2 separate regions of the Mus musculus genome follow, and region 1 is linked to region 2. Evidence: chromatin contacts called from public HiChIP or PLAC-seq data. All regions are on one chromosome and are shown on one strand. The core of a region is the stretch at or near the end of the contact, and the rest is flanking DNA. Distances in the headings are between cores, read along the strand shown. Region 1 overlaps Gm34974 (a long non-coding RNA gene). Region 2 has its middle 19 kb from the start of Gm34105.

Evidence for each region. HiChIP or PLAC-seq counts read pairs in DNA pulled down with a chosen protein or histone mark.
Region 1: a contact with region 2 is called in an H3K27ac HiChIP or PLAC-seq map of regulatory T cells, with 8 times the contacts expected there. The contact joins two enhancer-like sites. A contact is called at or near these places in 1 of 15 datasets of contacts at CTCF or cohesin (large pre-B cells), 1 of 484 Hi-C or Micro-C datasets (bone marrow-derived macrophages) and 2 of 115 datasets of contacts at active chromatin or transcription factors (embryonic basal ganglia and regulatory T cells).

Annotation. Positions count from the first base shown.
Region 1 is chr9:61,857,890-61,861,275 of GRCm38.p6, reverse strand. It overlaps Gm34974 (a long non-coding RNA gene), which reads left to right. Exons shown (of 6, transcript XR_001779199.2): 6 at 246-1,099. Among named protein-coding and RNA genes, the nearest start is that of Gm34828, 37 kb to the right of the region's middle. Within about 2 kb of position 1,880, at least 46 of the 459 cell types and tissues checked have an H3K27ac peak or open chromatin away from gene starts, as enhancers often do. A contact at or near this core is called in regulatory T cells, where this site is marked.
Region 2 is chr9:61,185,597-61,189,048 of GRCm38.p6, reverse strand. No RefSeq gene overlaps it. Among named protein-coding and RNA genes, the nearest start is that of Gm34105, 19 kb to the left of the region's middle. Within about 2 kb of position 1,923, at least 27 of the 459 cell types and tissues checked have an H3K27ac peak or open chromatin away from gene starts, as enhancers often do. A contact at or near this core is called in regulatory T cells, where this site is marked.

The DNA of each region.
Region 1 (3,386 bases), core at 631-3,130, 670 kb before region 2:
GGGCTCCCACTTACCAGAGCTTCTGATGTTTAGAATTTCTAGTTTTTAAAGATAAACAATATGTCCTAACCCACCAAGATTACCATTGCTGAGCTGATATCAGCGGTTGGCAGATGCACTGAGCCCTTTTTTAGGTTAGGAATGTCATTTGACTGTGTCCCATGACATGGTTGTGTTTGTCACCGATGGAGCCATTGGGTATCACTTGGTTCTTGTGTTCACCGTTCTCTGATTTCTCTTGTCAGGAGAGCTTCATTTGGACCCACTCTCAGGCATTGTGACTTCATCCCTTGTGCAGAGCTGTGAGGTAGAATTCAGACCCAGCTAATCAGAGATTCCCCTGGCCAAGGTGGTTGATTCTGGATGGTCATATGACCCAAAGAGAGTAAGTCACGTCTTGGAATGAGATCGCTCCCTCTCTGAAGGATGGGAAGCTGAGGAGGAACTGAACGGATGATGGAACGGATACTACAAAAGACAAAACTGTCTGCCTATTGGCTGCTCAATCTACGAGGCTGCATGTCCCAGCACTCATCTGGCCTGGACTGCCTGGGGGATTCCTGGAGAGCCACTGGTCTTCAGACCATATCAGAAGACCCAATAAGCTGGGTTCTGACATCAGCAATAGGTGGCTTCAGGGAGGATGTCGAGGTAGATGTGCTCATCAACAGGAAGCAAGGCAGGCAAATGAGCATCATTGCTCTCCCCTCAACATCAGCCTCATATCTGGGCGCCACCCACTCTAGGAGTGTCTTTTCTCTCCTCTGTCAATCCTTCTCAGAAATGCTCTCATAGACTTATCTGCTCAAAGACCTTAGTTGATTTCCTGATCCTACCAAGCTAGCTATTGCAGAGGGTGTAAGACCAGAAGTGACCACTAGAGGACACTGTGTCTAAGAGGTTTGCTGGGCGGTTCCCACCCAAAGTGGGCAGGAGCTGGAGTTAGAAACCAGGCTTGCTCAGGCATACAACATTTTTTTTTTATTTCAGTGAGTTTGAGCTGTTTGTGTGCTGCTATGTGCAACTTGAAGTGTCATAGTTGACATAAGAGCAAGTGTCCTTCATATTCCTGCTTGAAACTCAAGAGGGCTTGATCTGTGAAGGAGGTGGTAGCAATTTCAACCAGAGGGCTTTGTAGATCTGCTATTAGATGGCTGAATGCTGGTGGGTTTTCCTGGGGAGATGGTCTATTGCAGAAGATCTGGAGAGGAAAGGGATGGGTATCAGTCTGTGCCATACAGATCTGGATCTGGAGAGAGACAGAGACAGAGACAGACAGAGAGAGGGAGAACGAGAGAGAGACACAGGGAGAGAGGCACAGAGGCAGACAGAGACAGGAGAGACACAGAAACAAACAGAGAGACAGGAGACACACACACACACACACAGAACAAGAGAGAGAGAACGAGAGACAGACAGAGAGAGAGAGAGAGAGAGAGAGAGAGAGAGAGATCTGGATACAAAATAAAACCAAGCACCAGCCACCAGCACCTACAAACCAGTCACCTTGAAGGAAGCTTCCCTCAAAAGCTGTAGTGTGGTAGGTGGTATCACCCCAAGTGACCCAGGTGGAAGAGAGGGCTGCTTCCTGTCACTTCCGGTGTAGAGGGTTGAGTTAATTTCCTGCCCGAGGCTCCACTGCGGCTGGTTTCTACAAGTCCCTGTGTTTATTAATTCATTTACGCAGTTAACCCCCCCTCTTTCCATTCCCCCCTCACGTCTCCAGCAGCCATTCCAATAAGCTTTCTTACTAACCTGTTCACACACAAAATGATCCTACCTCGAGTCTTAAATGGCTTATCAATCACAGTCCTAGGTCTGAGTGTTTCCTTCCCCTGTGGCTTTAAGATCCATCAGGTCGCCGCGTGCACGTTTGACCCCTCCCTTCCCTTTGCCTAGCACACACACTTCAGATCGGGCGTCCCCTGCGTCCTCTTCTGTGCTCTGAGCCTCTGAGCTCTGCTGCCCAACTCCCTCTCGCAGGTCAGCTGGAGATTGGAAGCGTTCCTGTGGCTTCAGCTTGGAGGCATCACCAAGGTGGCCCACGGGTCGCCCCTGTGGAAGGGGCTGGCCTATGAGGACAGCAAGACAAGGCTGCCTGTCAGTTGATGACAACCCACAGAATTGGACCTTATGGGGCATGAATTTGAAGCTATAAATTCTGAGTGACTTTCTTAGGTGGCCATGGGTCACTACACAGTCCACAGAGAGGGGTTGTCAGGTTGTACAGTTCCTGTGTCATTGGTGTTTGGAGAATTAATCTGTGCTTGCACGTGTGCAAATACACACACACATGGATGTATGTGTTCATAGGAGAGCCTCAGTTGACATTAGGTGATGTTCACCTTTTTAAAAAAAATGTATTTATTTTTATTTTACCTTCATGAGTGTTTTGCGTGCATATATGTATGTATGCTGTGTGTGTGCCTGCCACCCATGGAGGACAGAAAGGGGTGCTGGATTCTTTGAAACTGGAGTTACAGATGGTTGTGAGTTGCCTGATTTGGGCACTGGGAACCAAACTCTTGTTTTCTGTATGAGCAACAGATGCTGTTAACCACTGAGCCACCTCACAAACCTTGCATGCCGTTTTTTGAGACAGAGTCTGTCACTGCATGCATGGCTCTGCCTGCAGTTGTCTCCCCTGCCCCTTCCGCAGATCTGGGCTTCTGAGGAAGCTCCTGTGCTGTGCAGGACAAGGTGGGTAGCTTCATAACCCACAATGATCCCTGTTTAGTGAGGGCTGCAAAACAGAGCTGAGCCTCCTCCCTGGCACCATTTCGCAGGGGCCTCCTGTTTCTCCGAGGCCCCACATTTCTAGATATTTTTGAACAGTACAAGATCCTGGTCCATGATGGTCCCAGAGCTTTAGCGGAGTGACAGCACTCTTAAACCCAGAAGATGCGTTAGTGGCCTAGCCTCCCCAGGCAGGGACATCCAAAGACTGGGGTGTGCTCAGTCTCGCTGGCTGCAGCTGCAGGCAGGAGTGTGTAAGGCCTGTGGTCAGACCTGAGTGGGGCTGAGAGGGGCCAGGCAGAGACCCCAGGGTTGCTCTTGGTCTGTACCTACCCCTTCCTCAGGCGTAGGAAGTGTGGCCAAGACCTCGTTCCAGAATGATCTGGGCAAATCAGCAGGGAAACCTGAGAGTTCAAGACCAGTTAGTTCAAGAGGGAAATAACCCACCAGCACTCATAAGTGGCTGCCGCTGACGTGAGGTCACTAAGTCATTAAATCGCATCTCTTGCCTTTTGCCTTCTGTGGCTTCTGGCTGGCTTTCAGCTTCACCACTGTGTGTGTGTGTGTGTGTGTGTGTGCTTCCTTTTTCTCTTTCTGGGGTGTGGGGGCAGGATCCAGGCCTCGGTTCTCCTCTAGCCCAGGCTGGACTC
Region 2 (3,452 bases), core at 674-3,173:
TCTATGTCCTGCAGTATCAAACATTCAGTTAAGAATTAATAATTTATGCAAATAAACACACCCATCTCATTAGCACAACAGTTTGCTTGTCTGTAATAGATGATAAAACTACCTGCTCAACAAAGAATTGTTTTAAAATAAATTTCTTCATGATAGCTTATCAGTAAGTGTGTGATTTGCATAATCTGTCTAATATACATATACCTGGGGTTGCACCAACATTTTTTTGAGCAAGCAGAGATCACATGTGGAAAAATTGAAGGTGATCTGGTCTACAGATTGAGAAGGTGTGCTTTGGGCTGGAGAGATGGCTCAGCAGTTAAAAGCACTGGCTGCTCTTTCAGAGGATTTGTGTTTAATTCCTAGCACCTACTTGATAGCTCACAACTATCTAAGTCCAGTTCCAGGGGACCTGATGTCTTCATATTCATATATGCAGACCAATGCACATAAGAACATTAATTAATTAATTAATTAATTAAACAGGAGTTATGCTTAGACATGAGTTGTCCTCCTTGGGGTGCTGGCAGAGGAGCTATTAGATGGTATAGTCTATGAAGTAGAACCAGTAAGAGGTGATGTAAAAGATATGACCAATTAACTAATTGATGGTCAGCAGAACAAATCTGTTGTCTGCAGGGCTCACAGACAGCAGCTTCTGCAGCAGGTAGAATTCATCCACCCTTAGAAAAAGCTCAAATTTTGTTTGGAAGCCTTTCAATTGATTAAACTTGCCCCCTTTCTCATAACAGGGGAAAGACCCTCTTAGTGACAGTTACTAAGTGTGTGTGTGTCCTAGACATTAGCTCACATGCACAGCAGAGCGTAGGCTCGGGTTGGAGCAGAGTATCCAGCCTGGTCATTCTGCAGCAGGATGCTGGCAGACCTCTCCAGGGCTTCTTCCAGGACTGAGCTGAGGGTGGGTGACTCTCCTGATGGCTGATATTGATTGTAAATTTGATGTGATTTAGAATAGCTATGGAAACAAACCTGGGGCCTGCTCTATAAAGGATTGTGCTAACTGGGGTGTGAAGCCCTGCCCCCCCCCCCAAGTGCGGGCAGCATCCATTTACCAGCTGGGGTCTCAGACTGAATACAAAGTAGAAAGACAGCTGAGCCCCAGCTCTTGTCTCCATGCTCCCTGGCTGTGGCAGCAGTGTGATCAGCTACCCCAGCTCCTGCCATGTGACTTTCTCACCTCCATGGCATCTGTGGACTGTATGTTCAAGCTGTGAGCTAGAATAAACTTTTCCTTCCCTAAGTTGCTTTAAAGTATTTTGTAATTACATTATTTATTTGGGGTGTGTGTGTGTGTGTGTGTGTGTGTGTGTCTGTCTGTCTGTCTGTCTGTCTGTGTATACACATGCATGTGTAGGTCAGAGGACAACTTGTGTGAATCAGCTCTCCTTCTACCACATGGGTCCCAGGGATCAGGCTCCCATCATTAGGTTTCCCAGCAAGCCCCTTTACCTGATCAACTTCTTGCTCATTAACCCTTAATTTGCTTTTCCTGAATTTTGTTGGGGTAACGAGAAAAGTAACCAATATTGTACACTACTGTTTCTTATGACTAAAGTTTGCCCCAGATGCCACGGAGTGTCATAGACCACCCGAGGCTCTGCCCTGAGACAGCAGGAAGACAAGAAAAGAGGGAAGGACTCTGAGATCCTAGGTCCTAGCAGGAGCCCAGCAGTGTGGACAAAAACCACCTCTAACTAAACAGGGCCTATTGGGGGCCCCTTTCAGGGACTAGACCTCTAGGCTCAGTGGTGAGGGGTGATAGCCGGAAAGTGAAGTGGTTAGAGGTGTCAGACAGGAGGTTTGTGTGTGGCAGACAGGCAGGTGGGCGGCTGAGGTGTGGTTTCCTTAGCTACTGACTTGGAGACTTGTCTGACTTTCATTTGCTGCCTCAGCAGGTAGCAAGGTTTAAAATAAATCCGGGAGATAAAGCACAAATCCCCAAGCCAGTATCCTAGGCCCTGGGCAGACTCCCAGCACAGCTGTGGCACCCGAAAACTGTGTCTTTGGCTTCTCTGATGTCCCCTTAGAAGCCATCTTTCTCTCCCCTGCAGCTCTGAGACCTCCTCACCTCAGCCCCGCTGAGCTCTGCTCCCAGCTGCCGATTTAGATCGGATCAGCAAATTTCTCCCAAAGCTACACAGGTGCACAGAATGCACTAATCAAGGTTGGTGGCTTTGGCTGTCACCATTTCCTCAGAGATCTGAGACTCAGAAGGGAAGCATATGAGGAGACAGGAGCACAGATCTCTGCGTGGTGTGATGCTGGGAGCTTGGGCATCTGTGTGGGAGAAAGATCTGGAACACAAAACATGCTTGCACAAAAGTGTGGGCCCCCTAGAGAACACCAGAGCATAAACTGCCTGCTGGCTCACCCCTCCTTCTCTTCTCCCAGAGGAGGGACTCAAAGCTAGAGGAAGTGATAGCCAGGGTTAGGAAGCCACAGAGGCTGACAGTAGCAGCTCCCACTTTCCTGGGATGTAGACCCAGCTTGTCCCTGCTATAGCCAGCAAAGGAACAAGGGTAGATTTCCTGAGGCAGAACACCCTTACAGATCTCAATGGGCCACACATTCCTGGGCACCACTGTACTGACAATTTTAGAATTTTGATTTCTTTAAAAACATAGAAATGTTATAAGAATGTGTTTTTGTTTTAATTGCAGGTGTGGGGATATGAGGCTGCTTTGGGCCGTCTGCAGCAGCTGACTATGATTTGCCTCATGCTCTAGCAGAGGAGTGGTTTTGCCAGGGGCAGTTTCTGTGATTGTTTGACATTTGGAATTCTGGGAACTTTTCATAGGGTATGTGAATGCTAGAGCCTGGATAGGCCAGGTTGGTGGGTGTTGTTTGTCCAGCTGGTTGCAGTTTGTAAATAGCTGTGCTCAAAGAAGAAACAAAAGGAAATAAATTAGATACAGGGATCTCTATCTCTCTCCTCTCTCCTTTTCCTCCTGTCTAGTGATAGGGGGTGAAGCCAGGGGCAGGGAGTAAAGGGTGGGAAGAGGAAGAAGCCACAAAGTAGCAAAGCCCAGCTACACACCACCCTCTCTGACCACCCTAGCCTGACCCAGCAGGCAATATGGTGGCTTCTCTGCTAACCCTACTTTCCAACTTGGACTTGGGCAGCCTAAGTCTTCGTTCACTCCAGATCTGACAAGCACAGAGCAGTTTGAGTTCTGGCTTGTTGGGGAAGGGGTTCCTCTAGGGTTAGAGGCTGCCTGGAATGGCAGTGCTGAGACAGTAAGACATGCCCTGCCTATAGTGTCTCCAAGGTCCTGCTATTGTATAGCTGTTACTTCACTATGCTTTCTGCTTCCATCACAGTCTCCTCCCTGCTGTCCCACCTACCCCACCCTACCACACCCCACCACACTATTCTTTTAACACACATCTCCTGGCTCATGGTCAGTCACATACTCTTTTATTCCCCCTAT